Linked DNA regions of Ovis aries: region 1 is linked to region 2. Evidence: chromatin contacts called from public Hi-C data. All regions are on one chromosome and are shown on one strand. Each heading gives the region's core, a stretch centred on a gene start, on an enhancer-like site or on the middle of the called end of the contact. The rest is flanking DNA. Distances are from core to core; before and after follow the strand shown. Region 1 holds the start of LOC101114342 (fumarylacetoacetate hydrolase domain-containing protein 2). Region 2 holds the start of CIAO1 (cytosolic iron-sulfur assembly component 1).

Evidence for each region. Hi-C and Micro-C count contacts between places; a contact is called where the count stands out from the background.
Region 1: a Hi-C map of muscle shows a contact between it and region 2, with 3 times the contacts expected there. The contact joins the promoter of LOC101114342 here to the promoter of CIAO1 in region 2. A contact is called at or near these places in 3 of 16 Hi-C or Micro-C datasets (blood, hypothalamus and muscle).

Annotation. Positions count from the first base shown.
Region 1 is chr3:104,305,482-104,310,182 of ARS-UI_Ramb_v3.0, reverse strand. It overlaps LOC101114342 (fumarylacetoacetate hydrolase domain-containing protein 2), which reads left to right and starts at 1,719. Exons shown (of 9, transcript XM_012173857.5): 1 at 1,719-1,855; 2 at 2,646-2,689; 3 at 4,530-4,701. The coding sequence starts at 4,536.
Region 2 is chr3:104,096,850-104,101,553 of ARS-UI_Ramb_v3.0, reverse strand. CIAO1 (cytosolic iron-sulfur assembly component 1) reads left to right here and starts at 2,774. Exons shown (of 7, transcript XM_004006167.5): 1 at 2,774-3,054; 2 at 3,970-4,118; 3 at 4,568-4,679. The coding sequence starts at 2,916. It overlaps TMEM127 (transmembrane protein 127), which reads right to left and starts at 2,593. Exons shown (of 3, transcript XM_060413978.1): 1 at 2,448-2,593.

The DNA of each region.
Region 1 (4,701 bases), core at 470-2,969, 210 kb before region 2:
CATCCTCAATATGTACATTGATTTTCTTAGCAAGAATCTTGCCTTTGTTTGTTTCCAACAATGCTGGCAGCACGCGGGGATGCACTGCAGACTCAGTCCTGCTGTGGGCGCAGTCAGGGGCCTCCCTTTTTGAGCAGTGCCCTTTCCTTTTTGTAGTGCTGTTTTCAAATCCACCAGTCTTCTTTTCTGCAATGTTGACACTGCCTTGTAGGGTATTTGTCATCTCAGACATTGCAGTTTACATTAGTAGAAGTTTGGTTTGAGTCTATTTTTTTTAATCTTCCCTTTCTCTACTTAACTTTTGAAGTTACGAGTTCCCATGTCTCACTGTTTCCGTTCCATCTCTCTGGCTCATCCTTACATGGTGGATCTCCTGATTGGGGGTTATGCTAAGCTCTCTTTAGCACATCCCCCCACCCATGACACTCACCCACCATGTTCCATTTATATGGGCTGCTGTCCATGGGGGTCGCAGAGTTGGACACGACTGAAGTGACTTAGCATGCATGCATGCTGACGGGCATCTTTAAGCCAGACAAAAGCTGAAGCTCCAGACCCCCTTTAATAACCTGCTGCTGCTGCTGCTGCTAAGTCGCTTCAGTGGTGTCCAACTCTGTGAGACCCCATAGACAGACACATTAAACACAACCCACCCAAAACTGAGCTCACCATCCTCCCCCCAGACACACTGCGTCCCTGGAACCCGTGTCTTGGTGAATGGCACTGCCATCTACCAGGCCAGACACCTAGGAGTCAGCCTTACACCTCTTTCCCCCTTAATCCCACCTCCTGTCAAAATTGAGGGCTGTCAGTTCTGCCTTCTCAACATTTCAGAACTTTCACCATCTCTGCCACACACCAAGCCACCGCTGCTCTCAGCTGCATCACTTACTCAGACACCTTTCCTTGCAGGAATGCCCTGAACAAAACTTCTCAAATGCAACCCACTCCCTCTGAGGACGTTCCAGTGGCCTCCCGTGAGATTAGATAAGGCTCAAACTCCTTTCTAGGGCAAATAAAGCCCTTGATGGTCTGCTCCTTGATTAAGTGTTGGGACTCTAGCCCAGACCCCCTCCTGTGTCTTCATATGCCAGAGGCCTGGAATGTAAGATTGTTTGTTTAATTAAACCACCTCTCCACTAGAATACCTGTTTTCTAATAATGGAGGTTATGTCTCCCCTACCCTGTGTGCAGCCCATATGAAGACAGGGCTCTAAAAAGGTGTAAAAGGCTGCACTTGGGGTCAATATGACTTCTTGAGTAAAACACTTCCGGCCTCAGGTTTGCCCAGATGTAAAATGGGTACAAACAGGGTACAAACATCCCTCCTCTCTTCACTGATCTGGCACAATAGGAAGGCTTGTCTTTGTCAAATTATGGCACGCCATAATTTGGTCTCCACTGCGTTTTGCTCAAAGATCAGAGCAGGGCCTGGTCCGGATGCAGGGCCTCAGGCAGGCCCAGGGCGCAAAATTTCAGGAAGCACCCACTTTCAGGTTCTTGCAAGCGCAGGGCGACCCGAGAGCGAGTGCCTCCGGGAACGCAGCGCCCGGCGGATGGAGTCTGCGCCAGCAGGCCTGCAGGATCAAGAGATCTCCTACCATTCAGCGCTGGGCCCGCCCCCTCCGCAACGTGCTTCCGGCACCGAACTAGACGCCCTGCCATTGGCCGTTGTCCCCGTGACGCCACGAGAGCGCGCCCGCCTCCGCTGACGTCTTATTTAGGGGAGCCCCTCGGCTCACCCTGTTAGAACTCTAGGCTGGTAGCTGTCTCCCGAGCTCAGTACCTGCGCTCAGGCGCCGGGTGATCGTGGTCTCGGGCCCGCGAGTCCCATCCCGACAGCGCAGGGGGCCAGGTAGGTTAGATCTGGGCCAGATGGCGGGGCGCGCCGGGCCTCGGCCTCCCTCCCGGCCTCCCGGGATGGGCAGGACTGAGCGCTGCTGCCCCGCCTCTCCGAGCACTCTAATAGGGTGGGCGGGCCCGTCTGAGCGCCCACTGAGCTAGGCACACAGGGAAACTGGGGGACCCACGCGGGGGCCCAGACGAGTGAATAGTGGCACCCGATCCCGGGCGCAGACCTTCGTCTCGCAGGCTTATGGCGCCTGCGACGTGCCAGGTCCCAGCCTTTTTGCTTAAGGACCCTTTTCCGGAGCTGGACTGAGCTCAGGCACCGTGGCTCGCTGATTCCCGCAGAAGCAGCGGGGCCACTTTCAGGTGCCTTGGCTGGTGACTTCACCTGAAGCCTCAACGCCCCTTCTGTGAAATGAGGCGCTCTGCCTGGAGGGATTGCTATAGGACGAAATGGGAACCTGCAAGGGTCTGTCACGTGGGAAGGTCAGCCTGTGGTTATCTGGGAGAGCAGGTGACCAGCTCTCTCCCGGAGGCAGTAGCCAGCAGATCAAATTTCCCGGCGCATGGCTGACGGCTTGCAGGGCGTCCCTGAGCCTTCAAATCTCCTGTTGGAGGTTCCTGTTTCTCATCAATACCCCTGGGCTAAAGTGTCCATGCTTAACACCCCGAGGACACGAGGACATGTTAACCCAAATCAAGAACTCCAGTGTCACCCGGACCTGGATTCAGGTCCCAGCACTTTACTGTAGATTGTGTATCTGTGAAATGGGACCAACAGACCCTACCTTCCACAGTTGTCAGGAGAATTAAATCAGACATCGCAGGTAAAGCACTTAAGGTAAGACCTGGCATTCAGTGGGATCTGTTTAATCTTAGTGTGTGAAGTATCTGGGTGCTAACACTGTAGCTTGAACATCCCTTGCCCGTGGCGTGGTAGGTGCTTGTGTAAGGTAGGAGGGTGGGAGGTTTTAAACTCCTGGTTTTCTGGTTAAACTCATCAGCCAGCACAGTGAGCAATCAGAACAAGAGACCTGGATCTAATCAGTGTTTAACTTCTCAAGGCAGATCAAATCATCAGACAACCAGGAGTCTGGGATTACCTCCAAGTGCCTGAACATAATGCATGCTAAGTCGCTTCAGTTGTATCTGCTCTGTGACCCCATGGGCTGTAGCCCACCAGGCTTCTCTGTCCATAGGATTCTCCAGGCAAGAATCCTCGAGCGGGTTGCCATGCCTTCCTCCAGGAGATCTTGCTGACCCAGGGATTGAACCCATGCCTCTTACATTCCCTGCATTGGCAGGCAGGTTCTTTACTCAGGCGCCACCTGGGAAGCCCAAGCATAAAGGGCTACTTTTAAAAGCACGGAACCAAGAAGAGGAGGGACTTTGGGAACAGAGGCCAGACTTAGAAACAAAAAAAGAAGAATGGGTTTTGTCTTTGAGTGGAGCCTAGAGCTCAAGATGGGACCTGAGCCGTGTTGATACTTTCTCAGTGATTTGAGGAGGGATGGCACCTCCTCCTGAGATGGATAATCACCGAGCTTTCCCAAGTAGTGAAAAGTTAAGCCCCTGCTCCGACATTCCTGCTTTCAGCTGAGACTAGCTGAGAGCCTGCTGCGTGGCGGGCACAGTACTAGGCACCATGCACCCAGTAATGAAAGAGACAGTCATGGCCCAGGGACCCAGAGAGGAGAAAGCCCCTGTCAGGCTTGGCCCCTGAACTCTCCTGCAGCCTCTCCCCAGGCAGCCTGTACTCTCGCCCATGCGTGCGTGCTTATTTGCTCAGTCATATCCAACTCATTGGGACCCCATGGACTGTAGCCTGCCAGGCCTCTCTGGCCATGGGATTTCCCAGGCCAGAATACTGAAGCAGGTTGCTATTTCCTACTCTAGGGGATTTTCCTGACTCAGGAATCAAACCTGTGTCTCTTGCATCTCCTGCATTGGCAGGCAGGTTCTTTACCATCTGGGAAGGCCAAATAGAGTAACAGGATCAAATTGGCATTAAAAAAAATTGCTTCTGTCAGCTTGTCTTTGAGTGGAGCCTGTTTCACCTGTGGTCTCTTGTTCATGGTGGGCCCCCTTTAATGAATTCCTCGTCCTATTCATTTTAGCCTAGCCCACACTTCCTCAAGAAACTTGACCGAGGCAGGGCCCTCAGCCTCCCCAGCAGTGGTCTCAGCTGCTGAATCCTACTTAACCACATCAGTGAACATCAGCCTTCCCTGCAGGCAGGATGGCGGGGCTGAGCGTGTCTGACCTGCGTTGTTTTCCTTTAGCAGTGCCAGGAACAGCCTAAGCTGTCAGGAAGCGCTGGGTGAGGGAAGACTGGAATCCTTGGGACCTAGCTTAGTGGCTGGCATGAAGTAGTTGCTTCTCCAGAAGTGTTTCATTGTTGTTCAGTTGCTAAGTCATGCTCGGCTCTTTGAGACCCCGTGAACTGCAGCATGCCAGGCTTCCTGGTCCTTCACTTCTCAGTGTTTCATTATAGGCACAGAATTGAGCAAAACATGACCTTATATTCGTGGTGAAATAACTTAAAATCTGGACCACTTCCCATGCCATGTGCCAGGAAAGGCTGATGGGGCGAAAAGCCTTGGGCTGCAGCTCGAGGAGCTTCGGGAACCCCAGCGATGGTCTCAGGCCCTCTGTCCTCGGGACCCACTTTCTCCCCATAGGGGCTGATGCTGGGGTCTGGTGGAAGGAGGTTGCTCACGACCGTCCTGCAGGCGCAGAGGTGGCCCTTTCAGCTCTCCAGAGACATGAGGTTGGTGCAGTTCCAGGCACCCCGCCTAACGGGACCCCGTCTGGGCCTGGAGTCGGGGGATGGCGGCGGTGTCATCGACCTCA
Region 2 (4,704 bases), core at 1,525-4,024:
GGAAGATTCCCTAGAGAAGGAAATGGCAACCCACCCCAGTATTCTTGAGGAGCCTGGCAGGCTACAGTCCGTGGGGTTACAGAGAGTAGGACAAAACTGAGCATGCACGCACACTCCCGGTTTTGATACGACATCAAGCACTTGAAATACCGACCACCAAGGGCATCAGCCGCCAAGGTCTGGATGAAGCAGCCCAAAGTGGCAGCTGTGCCTCAAAGAAGGCAAGTTCTGAGGAGCGTGCTACCAGAAAAGTCACCCTGACTCAACTCAAGCTTGATGGGCTTTTTGCCACAGAGAAAGCTGCATAGCACGTGGTCTCCATCCAGTGGGTAAGTGTTAGTGTTAGTTGCTAAGTCGTGTCTCTCTGTGACCCCAGGAACTGTAGCCTGTGAGGCTTCTCTGTCCATGGTATTTCCCAGGCAGGAATACTGGAGTGGGCTGCCCTTTCCCTCTCCAGGGGATGTTCCCCATCCAGGAATCGAACCAGGGTCTCCTGGATTGCAGGTGGATTCTTTACCATCTGAGCCACCAGGGAAGCCCATAGGTCTTAGTGAGCCAACACAGTGAAAGTTATCATCACAGTGATATCTGGAAACAAACCAGAAGCCCCCATCCTGTTCTCCACAAAATCATCCGAAAGCTTTGAAAACTCAAGAGAAATGCAAACCAGCGAGAGAACTCTCAGAGAAAGATAACATTAGGCCACAGGACAGGGTTTTTCAGCCTCGACCTGCACAAGTGGTGTATGATCCAAGGCACTCAAAGAGAACTTGTCCTTTTCACCAAACCCCAGGCAACATGAATCCTTAAACAGACAATGGGGCAACACACATCTGGAATGAATTACAGCCAGGAGTGGCACAAGGAGAAAACCTTCAGGAATGGTTCAAAAGGCCTTGGGGGTAATGAACTCTGCTGTTAATCAGGGCTGTTTGCAATCCACTGACCACTTTCCCTGTAAAAATCAGGCAGTGCAATACTGCCCCCATACCACACAGCCTGTACCTTCATCACCAGAGAGGAGGGCTGGGAAGGATGGGCCACAGACCTCCCCTGCATCCAGTAAAGATGATGGTCTGGTTCCTCTTTCTTCTGCTTCCCTGCCCAGGAAGCACCATAATGAACAAAGCAACCTTACCTCATTCCCTCACACTTGTGAGGGTTCCACGGGCCAAATTCCTATTGTTTTACTGAGGGTGGCAATGGAACTGACTTCTGGTTATTGAAAATACCGTAGACTCCCCTTTTCTCTAACAACAATCCAAAGACTGCAGAACTCACAAACATCTTTTAAAATCTGGCCGTATTTTAAAGTTCCTTTTTCTCAAGCTGACCACCCCACCCCCCGACAAAAAAACAACAAAAAAAATCTTCCTGTATCTCGGGCTCCTTAGAAGGAGACAGGTAATTGTGATGCCTAGCACCCTTATCTTCTCTCTGATATACTGCGCCCTTCCCCCAGCAGAAGCCGAAAATAGCAGTCCAGATTACCATGGCGTTGAGGAGTGGGTGCTTGGCTGAATAACATCAGAATTAATAAGGGGCCGGACCCCAAACAGAGCCACCTGGTGGGCAAGAACATCAGGCAGCAATGGGCTGTTTCCTTCAACCAGGTGCCTACCCCAGGCTATCTCAGCTCCAGTCCGCACCCTGCCAAGGAGGCCCGGGCGCCTAGAAAGAAGAGGGCTGGCGCGCAGCGCCCTCACCTTTCAGCAGGTCCGGGTGCACGTAGCCTAGGACGTCGGAGACCCCCAGCTCTTGGCGGGAACAGGTGCCACCGTGGATGTGCAGCCAGGCAGGCTCGGCGAGCGCGGTGCACAGCGCGGTGATGGACAGGGCACCCGGCAGGGCCGAGGCCAGACTACGCTCCGGCTGCTTGGGCAGAGCGCTGCCTCCCGGGCTCCTCCGCCGGCGCCCGCCGGGCAGCCCTGCGCCTCCGGGGGCGTACATGTCCGGGGCCGCCCGCCGTCGCTCCGCGGTCGCTGCTGGTAGCCGCCGACCTCCGCGGGGCGCACAGAGCCTGCCTGTCCAGGGGGAGGAGAGCAACGTACTGGGTTCGTAGCAGGTGAGGCTGGAGGAAGGCGGTCAGGGCCGACCCCAGGGGATGGGGGTGGGACCAAGGGCCGAGCAGAGACTGGAGAGCTGCAGAGGTTCGGGGGGCGGGGACGGGGTCCCCGGAGTGGAGCTGCGGAGGTGCGGGACGAAGACCCGGAGAGGGCTGGGGGCCCGCTGGACCTCGGCAGAATACAGTAGGGAGAGGGGCTCGGGCGGAGGTATCCGTTACTGGTGGAAGAAAGAGCCGGACTCGGGGTCCTGGCCAGAAGGTGCCCAGGGGCGGAGGGCCAAGCTGGGCCGCAAGGATCGGGGAACCAGGATCTGGGAACGGCGCTCTGCGGTGCGATCCCTGCCCAGATACGACCCACCCCTCAGCGACTTCTGATCCTCACCAGTCAGCAGGCTTCAGTGCCGGTATGGCGTCGCTCCGTCCCGGTCACGGGCTCCTCAGTTACCCCGACCCGAGCGATCTCAGGGCCCAAACCCGCAACGCCCGGACAGACCCCGGCCCGATCCACTTCCGGCTTCCTCCACCTCTGACCCCGCCTCCTCCGGCTCCCCGCCCCGTTCCCAGCGCGCGACACAGCCCGAGCGCGCCGCCGGCTCCCTGCGCAAGGCCTCATGGGACTGGTAGTTCCAGGCCGTGCCGTGATGCTGTTCGTTGGAGGTGGAGCCGCGGCTGGGGGAGTGGGGTGGGGAAAGGACGACTACAACTCCCAGAAGGCAGCGCAGCCGAAGCAGCGGGCGCTTCGTTTCCAGGGTGGACCCTGGCAGTCGGGCGCGAGGGGGTTTGCTCCGTGAGAACCGCTGTCGGAGCGGCTGGCTCTGCTCATTTTTGTCTCCTCCTGCGCCGGGCAGCCATGAAGGACTCGCTGGTGCTGCTTAGCCGTATCCTGGCGCACCCGGACTCCCGCTGCTGGTTCCTGGCCTGGAACCCCGCGGGAACCTTGCTGGCCTCGTGCGGTGGCGACCGCAGCGTCCGAATCTGGGGCAGGGAGGGTAAGCCCCGATCCGGCTGCACGACCCCTGCCGCCAAGGGGTCTCCTTGCGCTTGATGTGGGTGCCAGTCTCGGGGAGTACGCAGCCTGCGGGGCAGGCAGACCCTGGACGAGGGTCACGGGCCGAGGGAGAGGATGGAGGGGTTCTCTTCGAGTTGAACCTTAGCCACTTTGAGAATGGGTTTTCCGGTGAAGGAGTCAGCAACTACTAGAAGCTAAAATGTCAATAGTGAGTGAAGTGAAGTCGCTCAGTCGTCTCCGACTCTTTGCGACCCCATGGACTGTAGCCTACCAGGCTCCTCTGTCCATGGGATTTTCCAGGCAAGAGTGCTGGAGTGGATTGCCATTTCCTTCTCCAATAGAGAGAGTCAATAGAGAGACTGAAACTGTTAGGGAAATTGTGATAGTTGCTGAGGCAGGAAAATGAGAAGAGAAGGAAGAAAGTAGGCTTCAAAATAATTTGCAACAGTTGAAGAAGTTTAAATTTTATCCCAAGGGCATTTACCAGGTGGCGACTGCCAACACAAGAGAGGCCAGTTGGATCCCTGAGTCAGGAAGATCCCTTGAAGGCGGGAATGGCTACCCACTCCAGTATTCTTGCCTGGAAAATGCCATGGACAGAGGAGCCTGGCAGGCTGTGGTCCATGGGGTCGCAAAGAGTGAGAGGTGACTGAAGTGACTTAGGGCGGTCGCGCGCACACGCACACACACATGTAGGTGCTCTTAACAATGTTAAATCAGGAGGGTGATTCCTCAGATTTGTTTCAGAAGGATGCCTCCAGCTTTCTGTAACTTTGCTGAGCTCCGCCTCCCAGCCGGGCTCTGATGCTGGACCCTATTACCCAATGGCATGGCTCCTGCTTCAGTACATTCTTGTGGGCCCAGCTCCAGAACTTGACCTGTCCTCTGTTTTTAGGTGACAGCTGGGTCTGCAAATCTGTCCTTTGTGAAGGCCACCAGCGCACCGTGCGGAAGGTGGCCTGGTCTCCATGCGGAAATTACCTGGCCTCGGCCAGCTTTGATGCCACCACTTGCATTTGGAAGAAGAATGAGGATGACTTTGAGGTAAATAGATGGGACCAGGATTGTTGCCTGTTTGATCCCCAGGGCTGGTTTAGGAACTTTTTTTATTCTAGTGTTTATTTTTGGCTGTGCTGAGTCTCCGCTGCTTTGCGTGGGCCTTCTCCAGTTGTGGCAAGTGCAGGCTACTCTTTGTTGCGGTGCATGGGCTTCCTGTGGTGGCTTCTCTTGTTCTGGAGTGAAGGCTGCAGAGCTCCTGGGCTTCAGTAGTTGTGGTGGACGGGCTTGGTTGCTCCAGGGCGTGCGGAGTCTTCCTGGGGACCAGTGTTGGAACCTGTGTGCGTTGCACTGGCAGTTTTGATTCTTAACCACTGGACCACCAGGGATGTTCCTGGTTTAGGAACCTGAGCCAGCCTGGGTCAGTGGGACTGGACTTGCAAGGACCACAGGGGTCTTAGCTGGCACTGATTCCTGTCCCTCTTCACTGTTCGCAGTGTGTAACCACTCTGGAGGGCCATGAAAATGAGGTCAAATCAGTGGCCTGGGCTCCGTCTGGCAACCTCCTTGCCACCTGCAGCCGAGACAAGAGTGTGTGGGTCTGGGAAGGTGAGTCCAGATCCCTCCAGGTGCA